Linked DNA regions of Mus musculus: regions 2 and 3 are each linked to region 1. A link is a contact called in public Hi-C and HiChIP or PLAC-seq data. All regions are on one chromosome and are shown on one strand. Each heading gives the region's core, a stretch centred on a gene start, on an enhancer-like site or on the middle of the called end of the contact. The rest is flanking DNA. Distances are from core to core; before and after follow the strand shown.

Region 1 (2,827 bases), core at 98-2,597:
TTATTTCATCCAACTTCTTAGAAGGTGGTGTGACCAGACCTATGAGTTGCATTCTTGGAGTCTATGAAGAGTTGGACTCCATGTTGTGATTCTATCAAGGATCGGTATCTTAATTGAAAGCAATAGGAGGTGGAGCTTTGGCCACATACTTGAGTATTCTTAAACTAATGGGTCTATATAGGTCTCAGAGCCTGTATAATCCCAGTCCTGGAGCAACACTGGCAGAAAAGAGGCTAGTATGTGGCCTGCAAAGGCTCAAGCTTTTCCATTGAATGAGAATGCATGACCGCAAGACCTGCAGTCAAAAAGATATTCATGTTTTTTTTTTTCTGAAAACTTGGTTGTTTGAGAAATATGAATTATGTTGAGTATACATACCCATGATGATTTTGAATTAGTGGAGTTTTCCTTGTTCCCACGTGAGAAAATGGACCTTGGCAGGTTGGCCTTTGGTTTGGTTTCATAGTCTTGTTCTCGGGCCAGTCCACAGGCTAGGTGATGACATCACACTCTGATCAGTTCTTTCCTCTGGATCCTTGGCATTTGGTCTCTTACCAGGAAGCATTTATCTCTGCGGCATTTTCTTACCCATGCCACCCTGTAATCAGTGGTCCCAGCTGTGACTAGCCTGCTGCCTTCTCTGCAGCCTCTGTGGTGTGCAAGGAGGGAAAGAGTTTCCATCGCTCAGACTTTGGTTAGTTCCTGTCTCTTTTTTTTTTTCTCCATATAATTACCTGGAGACATGTCATGTGTGTTCCAGTGATGAGTTGTGGCATGCAACTTGTATAGGGAAGAATACTGGGAACATGGAAGTGGCAGACAGAAAGTCCTAACCTAAATCATTACAAAGTTTACACTAACCTGCTTGCTAAACAACAGAGAGCCGCTGAGTGCGCTGTTTGTTCTCTGAACACCACGACTCCCATTCCTAATGTCATACAGAACTACCTCCTATCGCTTGCCTTGAATGTGACTAGAACCTTAGTGAACGTATTAACCCCTATTGAGAACTATCAAGCAGCAGACATAGAGAATGCCATGGATAAATCAGCAGTGAGTTTCCCTCCCTCTACTGATGCCATCCTGGGATGAAACAGCAACTGTTTCCAAGGGTGATTCCCAAAGGGACAAGCCATGCTCTGCAGGAATGAGGAGACTCCAGCCTTAGCAGCTCCAGGTGTTTCCTTGGCTGCCTTGGAATCCTGTGAAAGTAAAGTCCTCTGCTGCTCTGAGCTAAATGCTGAGTGTTCCCAGGAGACAAGTGATTTGCTGCCTTGCTTAGAACTGCAGTTGGATGACCCTGCCATTGTTGGGTCTTAGGTCCTGGGCCAGCCTGTGACACTTCTCTAGAATACACAATATGTCTGTTCGCTCTGCAGTTCCCATGCCTGGCTCCTGAGCAGTACAGTCACCTGCACCCCAAACCTCCCTACCACGAGTGCCAGGTGGCCTCGTGACAGCGAAGAGGAGGTACAGGTGCATTGTTAGCATATTTTCCAGAACAATTACTTTTATCAGCCTGGCTTTCTTGTCACAGAATGCAGTCCTTGGCAGGAAGTCACAGGTCTGTTGATTTTACAAGTAAGATAAACAAACCTCCCTTGACACACAGGACAGCGGAATCTGTGATTTCCCTCCACCCACACGGAGCAGGGCAGTTGAAGTCCAGTGGAGCAAAGGGTTGGGTTTTAAATATATGAAGCAAAAGTCAGGCTTTGCTTTCTGACAAGATGCCCCTTTGTAACCAGGAAGGAGTGGGCCCCATCTGCCTCACCTAGGGGGAACTCAAGCCAGGGAGAAAGATACTCAGAGAAAGGGTTGGCCCACTGCCCAGGAACACACTTGGACCTTGAATGGTCTGTTTCAAATGGGTCCCATCTCCTGCGTGAAGTGATTATCTGTGAACCTGAGAAACAAACAGAAGCGCTTTTCTAACTGTGCAATTGATCATGGAAAACTAAGCTTAGATAAATTAGTATCATTTGAAGCCTGTTTAATGAAAATTACAAGCAGCCCTCTCTTGCTCCCAGATGAAAACTAGGGCTGTCTCCCTGTTTGTTGGTCATTGATAACAGAAAATCCCACCAATGCCTTAAGATACAAAAGCAATGCCCAAGCAGGATAGTGTGCACAGGGCAGATGGCACCAGAATAGTGTATCCCTCATGACCCAGCTTGGCCTTTGGCAGTGTCCCATGATAGCAAGACCTGTGTCTTGTTTCTTTTCTAGCTCTCTGTTCTGTTTGTCAGGCTCTAGGTTTTGCTTCGTTCCAGGGACAGCAGGAAGGAAGAGATGTAAGGAAAGAGTGACTGATACCTGCCTGGTGCTGTCATAAAACAATTCCAGGGACCACAGACCTGATGGAGTTGATTCTTCTGTGGGCATTTTCATGCATTTAATGGGAGTGAAAATAACAGTTTGAAGGCCATGAAGGTTTGCTTGTAATTCCCAAAATGAAAATAGCACATTTTTCTCAGAATAATTCCAATCTTTAATAATTTGGATGGCTCTTACAGCAGAAAAACTAGTCAGTAGGTAACAAGCATGCCACAGCGTTACATGGAGGAAGAACAAAACAGAGTTTGTGCTCCACCTCTGTGGTGTGTACCAGCCCTGCTCTTCTTCACCTCATGGTTACTTTTGCTTCTCTCTCTGTGGGTGCTGGCTCCTCAGGCCTCTGAGCCTGGGCCTCATGGAGAGAGTGAGCCTCACCTCCTTCCTTCATGGGTGGAGAAGATCAAACCCAAAGCAACTGGTAACATCCTCATTTCTCCCAAAGGAAAGGCGTCTCCCTCAGTGTCACACCCTAGAGCACAAGTTCTTTTAT
Region 2 (2,827 bases), core at 185-2,684, 200 kb after region 1:
CTGTGCGCACTGGCTAGATTAGTGAGCACTGACACTAAGATGCAGAGCTGACCGACTTGATGCTCCGTAGGAATGGCCGCTCTGTTGCCTAAGGAGCTTCACCAACCTCCAATCTCCAGGAGCTTTGTCACTTGGTCACTTATCTCTGTCTCATAGAGCAGGAAACCGAGGGACAAATTAGCTCAAGGAAGGTCAGGCTGCAAAATATGGAGCAAAGCCAGATTCTCGCCATGAACACCGATGCTTTGCTGCCTCCTCAAATGCCAGAAAAGTTAGCAGGTGATGACGGTAAGAACAGAATCAGTACTCCACATCAAAGGGCCCAACCACACTCAAGGCTCCCCCAAACCCCAGATCAAAACCACTGAAGAGAAGAAAAATGCCTCTGTCCCACGCATGCGCAGTCTTTCTCAGCCTGCACTCCAATGCAATTCAGGTTAAGTGTTGTTCCCTTGCTTTTCACCGATACGGAGATGAGTGACAAGCAAGACGGGAAGTAAAGTGTGTGAGTTTCCCAAACTATGTCATTTTCTAGAAGGTTTGGTGTCCACGGGAATCCTAGAACCACTTCCCCTCCCTACACAAAGACACAGAGAGTGTCCTTAAGACCTGAGCAGATTCCACCAGAGTTCCCAGTAGCTCAGCCTACCAAGGCTCAAATGCTGTGAACAAGGAGAAAGTTCAAAAAGTATAGGTACCGGGGCTCCCTGAATTCCATCCACTTCCTTCTGTGTTCCGTGCCTCCGGGATGCACAGATCTGTCCTTCTGTGTAGGAGGCAACAGCCAGGACTCCATTTTGAAAATAAGTCTGTATGGTGAAGTTTGTTACATCCAAACACAGTTCAGTTACTTATCTGGAAGAGCTGAAGCCCAGTGTCAGCAGAAGACTTTATGATTCTTGCTGTAGAGCATCACACACGACTGTAGAGTAATACTATGATGGAGGCATCAATATCAACTCCTTTATAACATGCCAGAGAAATGAAGGCTCAGAGAGGTCAAGAAGCTTGAACAGGTGAGGTCACACAGCCAAGTGGAAGAGCTAGGGTGTGAATCCAAGAGTCCACCCCGGAGCTGGCATGCCATGCTCACCTCTGCTTTTTCTATGCCTGGCCTGGAATCAGAGACAATAGAATAGATGGCAGTAGCCACGGAACCCAGGCACCTTGTTCTGAGCCTCTGTGTATAAAGTAGCAGAGAACTCTTGGCTCTGTACCAGAAAGGTGAGCTGAGGGTGAGAGGGAGTTGTTTGTGTAGATTCAGCGTTAGGACAGCTTTAGCCAGGCCTCCAGCTGACACATAGGTGAAGAAGGTCAAAACAATAACAAACATCCTTGGTCTGAGATCACAGGAATTGCTTAATTACACACTGCATTGTGTTATTACAGTGTTCGGTCTGGTCTCCTGTTCACCAGCTCCCGCTGCCTCCCTGGGTGTGGCCTGCAGAAACTTGCGGTTTGCCAAAGGGTTTCCATGTACAATCAGGTTCTCTGGCCTCAACAGTGGGCTGACCTGGCAGAGAACTGCCACAAAAGCCATGGCCAGTGATCTAGAGCTGGACATAGGAGCCCAGGTTGGAATGCAGAGGGGACTTGGGCAACTCTCACATCATTCCCTGCCCAAATGCCACTCTCTTTTATTTTCTTTCTAAACAAAAATCATCACTTTTTGCGTTGCTTGGTTGCTCAACAAGGAAAGAGGAACTGTTTCTCTTCCTTATCGTTTGCTGTTTACATAGTGCACAGAGGCAGCGTCTGGATAGAATCTGTGGGAAGTCCCGTGCTGAACTGGAAATTCTGGCTTCTTAAGTAATCTGTTGGTGAAATTTTGAGGATGAATAGATCATCTTTTCATTGGCTGTCAGTAGAATGTTCACGATTGATGAGGTGTGGGGTTTTGTTCTCAACCCTCTGTTAAAGAAGTGAGGTTATGATAATTTTTCTTTCTTTCTTTTTTTTCTGACACTGGACATTGAGGCCAGTGCTTTCTCAATACTGAGCTCTCTCCATCCTTAATTTGTACTCCCAGGCAGATGTCTTGGTTAGAAAATAACGTACTAATAGAAAACTAAATACAACAAAAATACAGCTGGGCGGTGGTGGTGCACGCCTTTAATCCCAGCACTTGGGAGGCAGAGGCAGGTGGATTTCTGAGTTTGAGGCCAGCCTGGTCTACAAAGTGAGTTCCAGGACAACCAGGGCTATGCAGAGAAACCCAGCCTCGAAAAACAAAAAAAAAAAAAAAAAAAAAAAAAAAAAAAAAAAAAAAAAAAAAAAAAAGAAAGAAAGAAAGAAAAGAAAACTAAATACAAGGACTTTAAACAAATAAGACACCAGTGGAGTTTGGTGACTCCTGGCAAAGATGTCACTTGAGTTAGTCGGAAGGAAAGGAGGCATGTGGCCTTAAGTATAAACTTGGTCCCTGTACTGGCTCTACTGGCTAGTTTTGTGTCAACTTGACACAGGCTGGAATTATCACAGAGAAAGGAGCTTCAGCTGGGGAGATGCCTCCATGAGATCCAGCTGTAAGGCATTTTCTCAATTAGTGATCAAAGGGGAAGATCCCCTTGTGGGTGGTGCCATCTCTGGGCTGCTAGTCTTGGGTTCTATAAGAGAGCAGACTGAGCAAGCCAGGGGAAGCAAGACAGTAAAGAACATCCGCCCATGGCCTCTGCATCAGCTCCTGCTTTCTGACTTTCTTTGGTGGTAACAGCAGTGTGGAAATGTATGCTGAATAAACCCTTCCCTCCTCAACTGCTTCTTGGTCATGATGTTTGTGCAGGAATAGAAACCCTGACTGAGACAGTCCCCTTTTAGTCTTCTTGTC
Region 3 (2,827 bases), core at 135-2,634, 170 kb after region 1:
GGAACGGAAAGGCATGGGCGGGAAGTGTCACTGGCTGCCAGACTCTGGGCAGGCCTCCAAGAACTGAGACCAGTGGATGAAGGATGCAGCCTGCTTAGCTCTGTTCAGAGAAAGTAGGTTCTCATTCTAAGCTCTGCCTTCCTCAACAGCGCCAACTTCTTTGAACTCCTACTAGACCAAATCCACAGAGGGGCAACCTAGGGCCCTTAGCAGGCATAAATAAATAAATAAATAAATAAATAAATAAATAAATATTCAGGTAGGGCTGGAAGGAAGCTATGAGCCTGCAGACTTTTTGAATATACACTACATACAGGTGTCTAGGCAATCCCAGGAGCCCAGAGAAAGCAAGCTTATACATGCAATGGCGATATGGACCTTGTGTGGGACGATCATGACTCCCTGGTTGCTTCTGATTCCTCGACCCTTCTATATCTGTGTGGGTCAGCACCGTAGAATGCCATCTAAGAGTGCTGCTTCCCCACTTGAACAAATGGCCTACAGCTACGCAGGTCTTGGTTAAGGCAATATACAAATACATCTGCATACTATTTGAGGTAGCAGTGACATCTGTAAGCAATGGTTCCTTTTGCCCAGGTGACACCCCGATGACACATCACCCTACGAAGTAACAGAAAGGGCTTGCTTCAGCACTCTCCACAGTCAGCAGCTTCACCACACAGCCAGGTTGCTGATCACCTGTGGCTGAATAAACTCAATAATTTAAAATACATATCTCAAATAGCATTCATATCTACTGCTTAAAGTAGATGTAAAATTAGAAACAACCTAGAGTATTTTAGCCCTCCATCCTGAGAGTCTGTGTAGCATAGGAAGGAGGACCATATACTTAAGGGAAGGACTGGCTGCTGCTACTAGCTGTACGATTAAGAGCAGATTAACAGATCTGAGCCCCAGCCTCAGCCATGTATTGCAGACAAGGATTTCTTGACTTCAGGGACAGACAGAGATTTAAACAAGATTCAAATTGGGGATGGCACATAGTTTTTTATTGTTAGTTATTAAATATGAACACTTTAAAATCATTTTTAATTGTTCTAAAATGCAAAGCAGCTGCCTAGATACAATGTTTCCACCTCAATTCATTACTGACAGTAGGGTGATAGTCCTGTTTAGAGTAACTCTGGGTCATCTAGGTGTGACATAGATGAAAATATAAAAGAGACAGAGAGAAAGGCAGGCAGCCAGGCAGGCAACAAGCACAGCTATGGTCTCCCTACAGGAAGCATAGTTTCTTGCCCATAAGAATGATACTTAAACCAACTTGGGTTTTGTCTTTCTGTAAAGAGCAAGAATGCACAGAATGTCCCTAGGCCTGAGTTGTATAACCTTGTCACTTATTAACTGTTCCACTTATCAAAACATTTGCTTGTCTGTAGCCCTGGGCCATTGTCTGCCCTGGGCTTGCCCTGCCCCTCTCCCAGCCTGTACTATCTGTAGCTGTGTGGAGAGCTGTGAACAGCAGGGGTCCAGTCTTGTCTTTCCAGTATCTGCAAAGTCATGGGGTTCTGACCTGGTGACTGTCTAGACATTTTAAGCTCAAACCTCCTTGTAGTTTTCTGACCACTCTCTTGGTTTTTTCTGTCTTGCCATCTGGAAAGTTTGGTTTCTAAGACCACATTCCCCTCCCTGATCAATGTTTGCAAACTTATGGGATGAACTCTGCCCTTTCTCAAAGAGGAACTGACTTACAGGGTATAGCTTTCTTCCTTGTTTAATTTTTTTTAAGTGAAAAATAGACTTTATGCTTCCCTGGTGCCTTGCAGAGCAGACGAGGAAAGCTTCCAAGGGGAAGGAGGAGAGCAGATGCATTTCAATTTGCAGACACATGGCTTCAAGCAGATGTGGATGGCTCCATCATTGGCAAGATATGGGACTAGGTTTCAGAGCTAGCAGGCAGCCATGACAGTAAAGTCATTTCCCAAAGCCAGCTGATCCTAGGAAGTATCTAAAGACAGACTCGAATGCAAAGACCAAGACTGGATGCTAGCATCATAATAGAATAAGCTGAGAGCAAAATACTGGTCTGTCACTCAAATATCTGCTCCCTGGAGTCACAGGGTGTTTTCCTCATCTGCATTTATGTCAGACATTCACAATATTGTTTTGGTAGAAATCTACCCAAGCAATCTTCATGGTGCAGTAATGAAGAAAAGCACTTCCTTTTGTTGGAATCATCTGTGACACCTAAGAGTCCATTGTGTAGAAGTTGGTATTGCAGGCAGTTCAAGCCCTGCAAAAAGAGAATAAGAAAATGACAAGACAGAAGTTCCAAATGCAGAGTTTGCTATCTGGGTGTTTGTTTCATAACATAACAGACAGGCTTCCTGAGCAAGCCCACCTCCTTATGAGGCTGCATAGGGCTCCTTATATGTCCAGTATGGTTTTGATTCTAAAGTAGGTTTAGCAAATGTATCAGGTAATCAGGTAGTGTCTGAATCAATGGCTTGTAAGAAGAAAAGTATCAAGCAAATATATAACCTCACCATATCACTTGGATGGGAGCATATCATGCATGTAGTAGAATGTTCCATTTGTGTCTAAAATGTACATTACATGAGTCTTTAGAGTGACACCTAATGAACTCCTCAGCAGAACTATGTAAATATTCAGTCCCATGGTCTCTAATTACTTCATTCATCATTAGAATGTTCACTTTCTGACCTCATCACAGGGTACAGAGGTAGCCAGCCACCTCTTGAGGAGCTTAGCCAATGTCTGAGGAAGTGCCAAAGAAGAGTCTATGCATCCTTTGTGTTAGAAGAGGGTCAACAATTGGGCATGAACATCTCACCCTACATCAGCC

The links. Hi-C and Micro-C count contacts between places; a contact is called where the count stands out from the background. HiChIP or PLAC-seq counts read pairs in DNA pulled down with a chosen protein or histone mark.
Region 2: a contact with region 1 is called in an HNF4G HiChIP or PLAC-seq map of pancreatic cancer cells. The contact joins two enhancer-like sites. A contact is called at or near these places in 1 of 15 datasets of contacts at CTCF or cohesin (the NIH/3T3 cell line) and 2 of 115 datasets of contacts at active chromatin or transcription factors (extraembryonic endoderm stem cells and pancreatic cancer cells).
Region 3: a Hi-C map of liver shows a contact between it and region 1, with 2.9 times the contacts expected there. The contact joins two enhancer-like sites. A contact is called at or near these places in 2 of 484 Hi-C or Micro-C datasets (liver and nephron progenitors) and 3 of 115 datasets of contacts at active chromatin or transcription factors (extraembryonic endoderm stem cells, pancreatic cancer cells and trophoblast stem cells).

The regions. Positions count from the first base shown.
Region 1 is chr13:31,307,739-31,310,565 of GRCm38.p6, forward strand. No RefSeq gene overlaps it. Among named protein-coding and RNA genes, the nearest start is that of 4930401O12Rik, 68 kb to the left of the region's middle. Within about 2 kb of position 1,348, at least 33 of the 459 cell types and tissues checked have an H3K27ac peak or open chromatin away from gene starts, as enhancers often do. A contact at or near this core is called in liver and pancreatic cancer cells, where this site is marked.
Region 2 is chr13:31,505,222-31,508,048 of GRCm38.p6, forward strand. No RefSeq gene overlaps it. Among named protein-coding and RNA genes, the nearest start is that of Foxq1, 52 kb to the right of the region's middle. Within about 2 kb of position 1,435, at least 45 of the 459 cell types and tissues checked have an H3K27ac peak or open chromatin away from gene starts, as enhancers often do. A contact at or near this core is called in pancreatic cancer cells, where this site is marked.
Region 3 is chr13:31,475,962-31,478,788 of GRCm38.p6, forward strand. No RefSeq gene overlaps it. Among named protein-coding and RNA genes, the nearest start is that of Gm23351, 50 kb to the left of the region's middle. Within about 2 kb of position 1,385, at least 30 of the 459 cell types and tissues checked have an H3K27ac peak or open chromatin away from gene starts, as enhancers often do. A contact at or near this core is called in liver, where this site is marked.